Linked DNA regions of Mus musculus: region 2 is linked to region 1. The links are chromatin contacts, called in public HiCAR-type maps. All regions are on one chromosome and are shown on one strand. Each heading gives the region's core, a stretch centred on a gene start, on an enhancer-like site or on the middle of the called end of the contact. The rest is flanking DNA. Distances are from core to core; before and after follow the strand shown.

Evidence for each region. HiCAR-type assays count read pairs that join an accessible place to other places.
Region 2: a HiCAR-type map of fibro-adipogenic progenitors shows a contact between it and region 1, with 5 times the contacts expected there. The contact joins the promoter of 1110019D14Rik here to the promoter of Thsd7a in region 1. A contact is called at or near these places in 1 of 39 promoter capture datasets (hippocampal neurons) and 1 of 115 datasets of contacts at active chromatin or transcription factors (fibro-adipogenic progenitors).

Annotation. Positions count from the first base shown.
Region 1 is chr6:12,746,746-12,753,110 of GRCm38.p6, reverse strand. It overlaps Thsd7a (thrombospondin, type I, domain containing 7A), which reads left to right and starts at 3,858. Exons shown (of 28, transcript NM_001164805.1): 1 at 3,858-4,314. The coding sequence starts at 4,158.
Region 2 is chr6:13,867,704-13,874,068 of GRCm38.p6, reverse strand. 1110019D14Rik (RIKEN cDNA 1110019D14 gene) reads right to left here and starts at 2,500. Exons shown (of 3, transcript NR_045995.1): 1 at 2,442-2,500. 2610001J05Rik (RIKEN cDNA 2610001J05 gene) reads left to right here and starts at 2,551. Exons shown (of 3, transcript NM_001352887.1): 1 at 2,551-2,630; 2 at 2,923-3,013; 3 at 3,329-6,334. The coding sequence starts at 3,358. The coding sequence ends at 3,537.

The DNA.
Region 1 (6,365 bases), core at 2,609-5,108:
CTGTGAACAGACACCATGACAAAGATAACTCAGGTTCAGAGATTCAGTCTACTATCTTCGATGGGAGAATGGCAGTGTCCAGGCAGGAATGGTGCAGGAGCAGCTGATAATTCTACCTCTTCAGCTGAAAACCTTAGGGAGAAGATTGGCTCCCACATGGTTAGGAGGAGGGTCTCAAAGCATACCCTCGACAGTGACACATTTCATCCAATAAGGCCATACCTCCAATTAGTGTCAGGCATATTCCCTAGGCCAAGCATATTCAAGCCACCACAATTATTAATAACATGGAGAATATATAACAAAATTTTTCTGTAAAACTTTTCAATTTAGAATCTTCCCTGCTCTCACAGTATAAAACTCCAAATCAGAAAACCAGTTAGTCAACCAACCAATCACAAGCCAACATAGTACATTGTTTATAAGTAAGAAGGAATCAGAAGGAAAATTGAGGATGGATACCACTCAAAATTTAGGAGGTAAGTTGTGTAGTTACTTACCACAGAAATCAAATATGAAATGTTTGGTACTTTGTAATTTGATGGGTGTAGCAGAGAAAGATTGATGGGAAAAAGCCTAAAATAAATTTTGTTGAACACAAATCTTGGTTAAGTATGACACCTAGAGGATGCATAAATAGAATTCCTTTGAGTTTTGGTTGTTGTTGAAATTAAGTTGCTATTATGTGGAGAAATACAGCTAATATTTTTATTTCAGAATAAGCATTTTATATATTCCTCTATATAATATTTTATCAAAAATAATTTTCCCTATTGAATCACTTAATTACATTAATAAAATTATATTAAAATAAATCCTTTTCCATCAAATAAATAATTTTTATAATTGCCTTAACATATAGATTCTAATCACAGAGATTCATTATCCCATTCATGAAAAGTACTTTATATGCTTCTTTCCTAATATATAGAGATAGATAGATAGATAGATAGATAGATAGATAGATAGATAGATAGATATAGATATATTTATGAGTGTACATATCATCATATAGTAGAGTTTTGAAATGATAGCACAGAAGCAATGGACAATTAAGGTTGCCAATTAGGTTAGAATTGTGCCATTTCTAAGTAACTTACATTTATCCTCTGTTGGTTTGGAAGACTTTTATAGTCCTGGGTCATTAATACTTGAACAGTTCATGAAAAATGATGAACGACTTACTTCATGACAGGTTATACAGATGGTCAATTTAATCTTCATCCTTGAGACTTCTCTAGATTGTATTTTGCCATCATACCATTAAACATTTGTGTATTATTCATATCATTTTAGAAAACAAAGGTTGGTATTTCTTACTATCTCTGGCCATTCATCAGGTTTATTGATACAGTTTATTCAAGTGAGTAGTACTTCTTTTTTTCTCTCACCAGGATGTGTATCTGAATGTATACATCACTTTGTCTTTTCAGAGACCCAAATAATTTTGTCCTCAAGTGCAGTAATGACACTGTTATGAACAGAAATGTGGCCTTGGTGGAGTCAAATGTTCCCATGACTGAGTTCCTGTAACACTGTTTAGAGATGATTCCACTTGTTCGGAACATTTGTTCATGTGTATGTGAAGGGTGTCTGTGCGGGTCTCCTAAGCTTGGTTTACGTTTCCATTAAATATAAGAGCCAACCCAGGACAAATTTCAAACCCACAACATGCACAACATGTTATCCTTCTTGTGTGTTTTAAATGACAACAGGTGTAGATTTAGAAGTTAGCCTTGATATTAGAGTTGTCATGTTTAGTCTCTGGAATGGATAAGTAATTATTATACAATCCTGGATACATAAGAAAAATCAATTATTATTATTATTATTATTATTATTATTATTATTATTATTATTATTACTTACACTAAGATATGGAGTGTGACATCTGATGGCTTTTGGGAGGTAGGTGGTCAACTTGCAAATTAACGAATTTACCTTCTTCCACCCTCCGTATTCTGTTATACACGGAGCCTCCACCTGGTAAATTGACTTGGGGCTTATGGAGAACACTATGAATGGGCATTAATAACGCAGAATCTACAATTCCATTCACGGTTGAAGACCTTCAGGGATGAGCACTAACGACAACTGAGAAATACAAATAGAAGGGAAAGGAAGAGGCTTCCATGCAGAGTGGTATTGCATGGAGGAGCCATTTCTGAAGGACAGAACCTAGGAGGCAATGGCAGGTCTTTTTCTTCTTTGGCAGTGTGAATATTGAAGGACTTGCTCCTTCAGGGGGGTATACATTAGTTAGGACCAGCCTGCCTTTGTATCCCTATCAACCTATAATCTTTTGATCACTGCCTATTTTTCACCAGTGTAGAAACAGTAAGCCACAGTGGCTTATCGCCTCTAATCACAAGCCCAGGGCCAGGACTCTCTGAGCTTTTAATTCCCTCTTAGAGGCCTAACAGAGTGAAAAGTAAACAAAGACCAAATTTGCAACCGTGAATGCAGCTAATTTCCTCTGATGTCAGAATACTTAAACAGGCAGGACCTGGGAATTATTTGATCAAACCTGCTTTTAATCTAATGCATGCAGAAGGGTTATGTCTGGAAAGCTCAGCAAAATGACACACATCTCCAGGGAGCCTTCTGGAAGGAAGCTTTCCTCCCTAAGAAACTGTAGCTTTCTCATTTCAGACTCATGGGTTATTGGGTCCTTGGGGGTGAAGTCACTAAGAGAAGTTTTTCTGCCTTTTAAATTGTATTGTATTTGGTGTAAGACAGGCAACCAAATGACCATAGTTATCCTTAGCTTTTGGTTGCTGGGGAATTTTGGTGTTGTTGTTGTTTTGCTTTGTTTTAATTGGCTAACTGCCTTGATACTATTTAAGCGTTACAAGGAAATGAATTAATAATAAAAGACTGTTATTGTGAGTGGGGGAAAAAAGGGACAAAGCTTTATCTGACTGCACACATTCTTCTGTTAGGCCTGATCTAATAAAATAGAGAACAAAAGGTACAAGCCATGTGGTTTCTTGTTTTGGTTGTGAAAAAGCACTTAAAAGAATTAGTATTTGTCTCAGGAATGAAATTTAAGTAGAAATAGTTATTAACTGGGTGGAAGCCAACTGCTGCTACTGACTCATTTGCGGCTTAATTTTTATCCCCACCTCTGGTCCTTAGTAGTGCGTTTTCAATAGTGATGGAAGAGAAAGGAATGGAACTTTTATGCACTTCATCATTAAAACAGAATATACTGGCAGTGTTTGTACATTCTTATTCATGCAATTAGACAGCGTCGTGCACACTTTTAAGTACGAAGTCGCTTTCAAAGGCAGTTACAAGACAATGTGTTGACTTTGACACATATTAACCACGGTCACATTGTTACTGAGGATGGGCTGAAGTTAAAAAAATAACAAAAACAAAAAACAAAAAACACGGAAGTGCTCAAGTTCCTTTTGATAGTGAGCCCTGGTCTGTTCCCTATCAGGTTCATAAGTACCGCTCTTCTCATAAAGTAATTCAGAAGGCACGGCGGCTTCAGAATAAATGACCAAGGCTGATGCTTTGTGTAAATATGCAGGGAGAATAACACGCCACTAGATCAGCATTTGACTCCTTGGGTGACGATGAATTTCAATGTCAGTTATTCGTCATCCTGAAGCCTGCCCCGTGATGATGCCTTTTATTGGTGTATCCTTGTGAACATATTTCAGCGCACCATGTGCCGGGGAGTTCTCGGGGCGGGCGCGTGGGGTCTGGGTGCTGGCCCTGTGCCCTCGCTGCCCCCCGCCGGTGGTCCCCTCGGGTCCCCTTGGCTCTTCTCAGCTCTCTCTTCTCCCCTCCCTTCCCTACAGCTGGCGGCGGGGGCTGCTCCTCTCAGAGCTCTGGGCCGGCTCTGTCAGCTGGGGCCCCCTGCGGCCGGCTGTGTCCCTCGCCGCTAGGACCTGCCAGTCTGCGCGCCATGGCAGCGGCGGCAGCATCCCCGCCAGCATCCCCGCCAGCCAGCGGCGGCGGCGGTGGCGTCCACGGCCGCCGCTGATGCTATTGTTCCCTAGTGTTAGTTGCTCTTTGGCTGCTTTTCATCTGGAGCGAACAATAGAAGCAGGGAGAGCTTTGCTTTCTCTACTGGTGGAGAAGGAAAGACCGTCCCCTGCGAGAGTGGTGCGGCTCCGGAGGCTGGAGCGGCTGCGGACAGCATGGGGTTGCGAGCCGGGCGCCTGGCGTCCCCGAGCCGGGGCGTCCTGCAGCTGCTGCGGTTGCCACTGCTCTTGCTACTCCTGCTGAGCTCTGGCGCCCGCGGGGCTGCGGCGCAGGGAGACACCGAGGTGCCCACCCTCTATCTGTGGAAGACCGGTAAGTGGGACAGAGTTGTCCTTTGCTCTATCTCCAGATCTGGGACTATGATCCGGAGCGAGCTAAGGGCTCCTGAAGGAGCCTCTGTGTTTCCAACTGGTCCTGATTATGCCAGGATCCCCAGGTCAAAAGTATGATCCCTGCAAGCGAATTAGGTCATGTCCTATGCCATTAGGAAAGAACAACATAACTAAGAGGCAACAGTGAGTCACTGGGTGATTGTTTCTCTAGCCGCTCGGCAGTGAATGAGGGCAGCGCTGTACTTTCATTACAAAGTGAAGTGCTTTTAAAATCTGGGTTTCCAGTCTTAGACTTTCTAAAATGACATTCTAGCAATATACAGGTAGACAGTTCTTTTTTTTTTTTTTTTTAATGCGGTGTTTTGGCAAACACACACACACACACACACACACACACAGAGAGAGAGAGAGAGAGAGAGAGAGAGAGATTTAAATGTATTAAGCATAGCTTTGTGGTGTGTGGGACACCAGGGTCAAGCCCTGTGCAGGCAGCTCTAACAGGGAAAACTGGATAGTGCAATTTGTAACGAGTGATTCAAAGTGATCTTTTACGCCGTGGAGTGATTAACATGGAGGTTTAGAAACTTTTCTTTCCGGGAAAGAAGTCTTTTCGCTTTGTTTTTTTGACAAAACAAGAAAAGTAGCAACTCACTGCTCCTCAGACTCTCCCGGCAAAGCGCTGTAGAAGCAGAACACACAGGGAAACAACAAAACCTTAGAGCTCCAGGCTCCCCTCTCTGCTGAGGGTGGGTGGATGCTCTCCAACCACTATGGAAGACGGAATTCCTGAGCCTACCAGAAACTTCACACACTCACCGGAGACAAGTGGAGGAGCTATTCTCCTCGCTTATAGCTGAGGATGACTTGAGAGTTCCTGAGTGATGCCAAATATCAAGATAGGAACAAGATAGAAAGAAAAAGTGTCCAGATCACAGTCCAGGCAGAGTGGGTCTTCTGGCTTCAGTCCTCCGACCGACCTGCTGAGGAGGCAGATCCATTTACGCCAGAATCACACCGATGACTAAAGGTTTAAAGAAGGTTCATACATCCAAGCAACGTGGTGAGGCATTGAACAGAAAATCACTTAAAGACAAAACACCCTTTACCTTGGAGAATCGCATAATATACTAATGCACTCTTGTACACGCGCAAATACAGGCACAGATTAGTCAAAGCAAAGTCATTCTTGCGAACTTGGTAAGACTTTAAAGATCAGCTACTTAGGGGACTAAAGACAAAAGTCAAATTCGTTTGATTTTAAACAAAGAATTGAAAGTGTGTTTTATTTTTTCTATTCTAAATTTATAGTAGTTGGTAGTACTTGGAAATTTAGAAAGAGCTTCTCGGGGCAACAGAGCTGGGCTAGTTGAAATTTGTACTATCAAAGGAACATGAGCCAAGTAGCAATTCAGACGGAAAAGAACATAGAGATCCTGTGCTGTGCTGCCTTTGAGGTACCAATACATGTCAATATTAATGTCATAGCCGGAATACAAGCCAATTAGACCTTGATTCCAGCACCAGGTTCAGTTGTAGCCTGCTCTAAGAATAGTTCGACGGTGTTCTCACCCCTCCATCAGTAGCTGCCTACTGTGTGATTGTACTTGCCTTTGACTATCCATACATGGTATGATGAAATCAAGTGGGTTATGAGAAACTAAGTCATACATTGTCAACTGTTGTGCAAATAGAAGCTAGTGGGAGGATGGTGGTACTATGTATTTTATGATGATTCTTTGTTTCTTGGGAAATATTGGAACATTTAACCTGCTGAGCAAAATAATAATTTCTTCATGTATTTATCCACTGAAAGGAAGGGAGATGTTACTAAATCTAAAATGAGTTGGGAACAGTTCTCAAAGGAGTTAGGACAGAACAGAATACATTATAACTAAAAAATGCAAAGGTGATAGAATCTTGTCTATAATTTGATGAGAAGCAAATTTGATATAACTGAGGGGGGAGGGGGAGGAGGAGGGGGAGGGGTAAGGGGGAGAGGGAGAGGGAGAGGGAGAGGGAGAGGGAGAGGGA
Region 2 (6,365 bases), core at 1,251-3,750, 1.1 Mb before region 1:
GCTGATTGGGAAATTTACTTTCAACTGCTGAGATCAGTGGCTTCCACAGTATTCTTTGTCCCTATCACTGGCTAACAGGAGTCTTTATTTTAGTGGAAATGCCATTAACTTAGATTTCTGAATTGAGAAACTAAATTCTGGATTCTGTATCTCAAAATGTTTAGTGTAGTCATCTAGGTGGCCTCAATGAATATATTTTACAAATCTGGGCAGAGAAAATAAGTATAAAGCATTATATTTAGGATCTTGTTTTAGATTCAATTGCATCTTATACTCTCACAGAAGTCTTATTATTAATAAGAAAGATTTTTATATTTTATTATAGGAAAAATTTTTGATAATCAACTTTGAATGAAGATTCAAAATAACATATTAAGCATCTTCATAAATTTGTCCAAAAGCAAACTTCTTGCTTGTAAGATACTTTGTACTATGAACAGAAAAAGTAACAACAGTAATACCATCCTGTATTGTACTACCCTTATTCATTCATTTACAAGATATCTACTAAGTATCTAGCATACAGGGTACTGTTCTACTAGGTGAAAAATCAACCATGAACGAGATGAAAATATTTCTACCTCACATAGAATTTCTACTTGAATGTGTTTATCTACATAATATAATAGTAGAGTGTGTTAATTTTGTGTTTTTGTTTTAACTAAGATGGAAAGGGAAGCTTGAACAAAGCTCTAAACCCTGGATGATGCTAAGAATAACTATGACAAATCTGTCGGAAAGTATTACTGGCAGAGAAAACAGCAAGAGCAAAATGTCAATAGAGGAAAACAAATTAGCTTTTGTATTAAACAGTCGAGCATTAAATGTGCATGGAATGGAAAGAGTATGTGAGTGGTGGAACCCCCTCAGAGGTAAGGAGAGTAGTTCTGAGATTTGCATCTTGACAAGTAACCTGAAAGTTTGTCTAGTATGGTGGAACCGTTGTTTTAAAGTAAAGGAATAAATTACTATTAAAAGAAAAACAGACTAGTTAGAATAGAATGAGGAAAAAATAGAATTATAATAGCCTCTAACCTAAAAGTGCTGTTGTAAAAGCATTTCCTTGGATTTCCAATACGGAGAGAACCTAATTAGCAAAATGCAACAGATTTCAGTTTAAAACTATATTTGAGCCCAAAATATCCCTACACCAATTTGTACCACGGTTTTACAGATAGACCAAGTCATTAGTTAATTTCTAACTACAATAATTGAAAAGATGAACATTTTTACCATGCATAGACTCTGCAAACTTAAAGCTTAAGCAAGACACTTTACAGACTCAGGAACAGAAAAGTGTACAAGCACTAACTTTAGTCTGCAGACTTCCACTAGCTGAAACAAATACATAAGGAAAAATAAAACCTCCCAAATGAAAACACTGGAATGTAGGAGGATATTTTGGAAGTCATAAAAGCAAGAGGTCCTATTCCAAAACTAATTGATAGGAAAGATACAAAGCCAAAAGCAACATAAGACAAGTGCAATTAGAGTGAATTTGTTAAAATAATTAACTTTAGAAAAACAACACTGTCAATCTATCAGACACAACTTGCTTTAATGTGTTCACCACCTCTGTGAAGCTCCTGTAAAATCTTGGCACATTTATTTCATCAAATTATTGTTCCTAGCTAATGTCGCTGAAGTTCCTGCCAAACGTCTTTTGGGAAGCAGAAGTATAAATCATTACCGTCAGAGAGATACAACTGTGTTTAAAAGGAGAACCAACAACACAAGAATACAAGCTGATTATAGACACTCAACTGAGTGTGCCCACAGTATTCGCATGATTTTTATCAGGACAAGTCCGGGCACCTCTAACTCAGCACCGTGAGTAACTTACAATGAGAAGATGACAAATTGTCAGTAAGTATGAAAGTGCTCGGGCCAGAAGGAACATTTAGTATGGATATCCCAGGTAACAAGACTTCAAGAACTTTTCAAAGTTAATGCTTACAGATGCATGTGAATAATACTTATAATGGTTTTGAGTACTAAACTTGGCATCTTAAAATATTGGGAGGCTGTGGAGAGTGAACATTCTGAAAAAGACAAGAATTCGAATCGGAAAAGATCTGTGTATAGGGCTGAAACCATATTTTCTAAACCTGATTTGCACCACAAATGATTCAATATTTTCCAAACTTTCTGATTAAATGTGCTTATTTTCCCCGTTAGTTTTAAAAAATTAGCAAATGTCATTAGGCACATTTGGAAAATGATAACGGGGATTTTCTGCTGCAGAAATGTTGGAAGGCCCCAGGTTTGAAACATTCCCAAACAGATGGCTTCCCTCAGCTACCCTCTCCCACGGTTACTTCCTTATTTCAGAGTACTAACAAGACATATTCATGCGGCTAGAATTCCTTTACAGGGCAGAAAACACGTATTGTTGTTTCGTTAGTCCTACGAATTCACTAAACCTTTTCTTGAACACTCACCCTCTCTTTAACAGTAAAACCAGAGGGCAAACTTGTGAAACCCGAACAACAAGCAGCCTGTGGTCTATCCCTCAGTCAGGGATCCCAGAGCGCGCTGTGCATGACGGGAGTAGGCAGCAGGGCTTGTGGGAAATGTAGTCTGGCGACACCGCCCTGCTCTCCATTCCTGTAATGGCTGCTTTCGGTCCGGTAAGGTACAAACTCCGCTCCCGGGGATTCCAGGATTGATTCTCCTAGTGTACTTGCACAACCCAACAAATTTGCACCCTCCCAGGGCGAAGGAATTCCAGATCTTTATGTTAGATCTTGGGATGAATTTGCTTCTCGGCTTGGTTTCATTTAGCAATCTGTGTGTGAGAACTAACTTTAAATCTAGTAGTCTCTTTTTGAAGGAACTGTTAGGGAGTGTTTTCTGTACTCGTTACCAATTTCTGTCCTTGCTGTTCGTTTCTCACTGACTCTAGCTTCCTCTTTAAAATAGGCTGTGTCACGAGTAACCTCTTAGCCTCAGCATCCGGAAGTTCCAAAGAGAATATTTCACGTTGGGTAGAATTACTTATACCCTTGTTTCGGTAAGTCTTATTAATTCCTTACAACTTCACAGAGTCACGTGTTGTGTTGAATTTTCTAGATAAGAGACATGCTAATAAAATGTGACTTTTACCTGTTAGGGTATTTTATTTGGCAAGTATCTTATGCATTTTTCCCTCTCTTTTCTAATGATAACCTAAAATGACTGTCTTTAGTTTTGTCATCTTAAACTGACATCTGAAATGATTCACAAATTCCAGTCTAAAAGATTGTTTTATATTAATATTGTCATTCAAAAAAAAAAAAATAAGGCTTTTTTTTTTAACAGTTTCTTTTGTTCGGTGTTTAACTTCTAGGCAAGTTCAGCCCTCCAGATCCTAGCATCATGAATTCAGTTTCAACGCAATTGATCTTAGTCCTCGCTTCGCTGCTTTTGATCCTGCCTGTTGTTGAAGCAGTGGAAGCTGGAGACGCGATTGCACTCTTATTAGGTGTGGTTCTCAGCATTACCGGCATCTGTGCTTGCTTGGGGATATACGCAAGAAAGCGAAATGGACAGATGTGACTCTGAAGGACTCTTCTGAATTAGACTGCACCCTGACCAGTGTGCTGAAAACCATTGTTCTGTTGAGGCCGACCCCAAGATTTGATCTCTCCCGTTCTCAGCAAGAGGGTTACAGTTAGCTGAGAGTTAACACTCTCAGTTAAGAGATGCTTTCACGTTCATACTTGTTTCTTCTACAATGGGGGCAGATGGGAGTGGAGGGCAGATGGGAGTGGAGGGCGGCTCTTAACAACAAAGAGTGCACTAATAATGTGGCCCATAACTTGTATTTGCTGCTTGGGAAGGGGCCAAAGTGAGAGGGCTTAAGTTTGCAAAAGTATTATTTCATACTTTCAAGTTGTCAGAGCACATGGAATTGGAAGATGGAAGTATTTGTTCAGAATCTAGTAAATCTATATTGTTATAATCACTGCCTCTTGCATTCTGGGGATCTCTCTCTCTCACTCTCACTCTCACTCTCTCAGAGAACCGGTTGGGGTGGGTTTTGGATTTGTTTTATTGTTGTTACTGGTTTTCTTTTTTTTTAATGCTTCTGTTTTTATCTCGCAAGTTGATATTGTACTTAGATCTTAGCCAAAAACTTTTATCTCTGAGAAAAAGTTTAATAAAAATGTACTAAACATATCTAATACTAAAATAGAGAAAATATTTGTTAAAAGATAACTTTACATTGAGTATCTTCTCCTTGTGAGATGTATTGTATCAAATACATAGCCATTATGCCATCAGTTCACCTATTGTTTTGGTCTGCTTGTATCTATGAGCTAATTATTTATAATCTGAGTGAAAAGGGACTGGTTATGTTACCTTAAAGGATCACCATGGGCAAGAAATGGGCATCTTTGAGATAGACGAGGATTCTGATAGAAAATCCACAAATAGGAAAGGAAGTGTTTTGATTTGTACACCAGCTAAAAAGGTGTACCCTCTTTGCCCTAGTAATTCCAAGAGTCCCCAAACCAATAGATTACAGAGATTTTTAATTCACATTTTTGGGCCCAGGACAAATATTCTGGCTAGAATTTAAATTAGAATGTTATAGTTTCAAGAAAAACTACTCAAACTGTTAGTACCCAAGAGTCACTTCAGGTCCTTTTGTTCCAAACAGAACTTTTAATTCTGTCTGTATTGCATAGAAGTTGAGAAAGTGGAACCTGAAGACCCAAGCTTGGCAAGGATCTTCAGGCCTTTGTTTGATTCTGAAGAATGAAATAGTCTCAGTAAGTCAAAGTAGTCTATGTTCTCAAAGTAGATAATCCAGCTGTTCCCCAAAATGCCTTGTCCAGTCTCACTCTCCAGATGCCCTTACAGGCCTTGGCTTTTGTCAGGAAGCAGGCTGTGGCCAATAAAATTTAGTGTGCAGACCCTTTCCCCACTGAACTGATGTGGCATGCCTGAGAGTTCCAGTTAACAGTAAGAAGTAGTAAGGAATGCTTACATTATAAAGACATGGAAACCAAATGGGTTTACTGGTTTTTTTTTGGAAGGTATTTTATCTTTTCACCAGAGAAAAGGCTAACAGTCTTTGTTTGGGTAAATTGGCATTTAATAAAACGTGTTCATGCATGCTTAGGAAAAAAAAGAACATGCAGGTGGCAGGACAGCTGTCATCTTTTGTCCACCAGCTCATTGGAGCAGATTTAGAAAGGAAGCCTTCTCTTCCTTGCCAGTCTCAACTTCTCTGGGATGGGGAAAATCTAACGTAAAGCCCATTATAAGCCGAAGTCATTTAATCACCTCCTGTTTTCCTACAGGAAAACAGTCTTTACTGACAGTGTGTTTCCAAAACTACTCCAAAGAATGTTTTCAACAATGGCCATTTCTTATTTTATCCTTAAAAGCAGAGGTAGAGGGATATGCTTTCTAAACATTTTAGCTTCACTGGGCCAAGGAGATGACTCAGTGGATAAAGGCGAATTCCTTTACTGATGACCTACCTGAGCTGGATCCTCAGCATCCACATCAAGGAAGAAAAGAACCAACTCCCACAGCCGACAACACCCTGACCACCATACGTGTTCCCAACATCTCACATATACACTAAATAATTAGTGCTTAATAGAATTAAAAGTGAGAAGGGAGGAGCTTCATTTCTTACTTAGACGATAAGATTTTGCTTAAACACAAAAACCTGGGCTGGACAGATGGCTCCATTGATAACAATGCTTCCTGTACAAGCATGAAGATCTAACACCCCTATAAAACCTGGGCAGCAGCACATGGGTTAAAATCTCCACCCCAGGGATAGAGACAGGTGTGTCCCTGGGCCTTCCTGCCCAGCCACTAGCCACTGCACTGAGTTTCAGATTCATGGAGAAGCCCTGCTCTCAAAAATAAGCCTGAGTGAGGAATAGGTTCGGTGCTCTGTCCTTCTTATGTGCACACTCATACTGTGCGCACACACAAACACACACACACACAAAGTCTTAGGGTGGATCTTAACCACCAGCTCCTTTGAGAATCTGATAAATACTTTTGATTATTATTTTTCCCTAACTAAATATCCACACATGCTCACATCTTCAGATTAGTTCACAAAACTTGCAGAGCTAAAACCCATCTAGGAATCGACAGTTAAGAATCTCTGGTTTGCTTGTTCATTTGTTCCCCAAGTTCAAATTCTTTCCAATTGCACAGTTCATTACATTGCTTGCAGAGAGAACAGCGGTAGGATTGACAGGTGTCCCTCGGGTGCCTGGCCCAGAGTCTGATGTATGATAAATGGTCTGCTAGTTAGATGGGCTGAGTTTAGTTTTGAAAGCCAGAAACAGTCAATAAAGAATTTAAGGTCTTTGTCAATATTTTTTATTTCTGCCCCATAGCTTTCA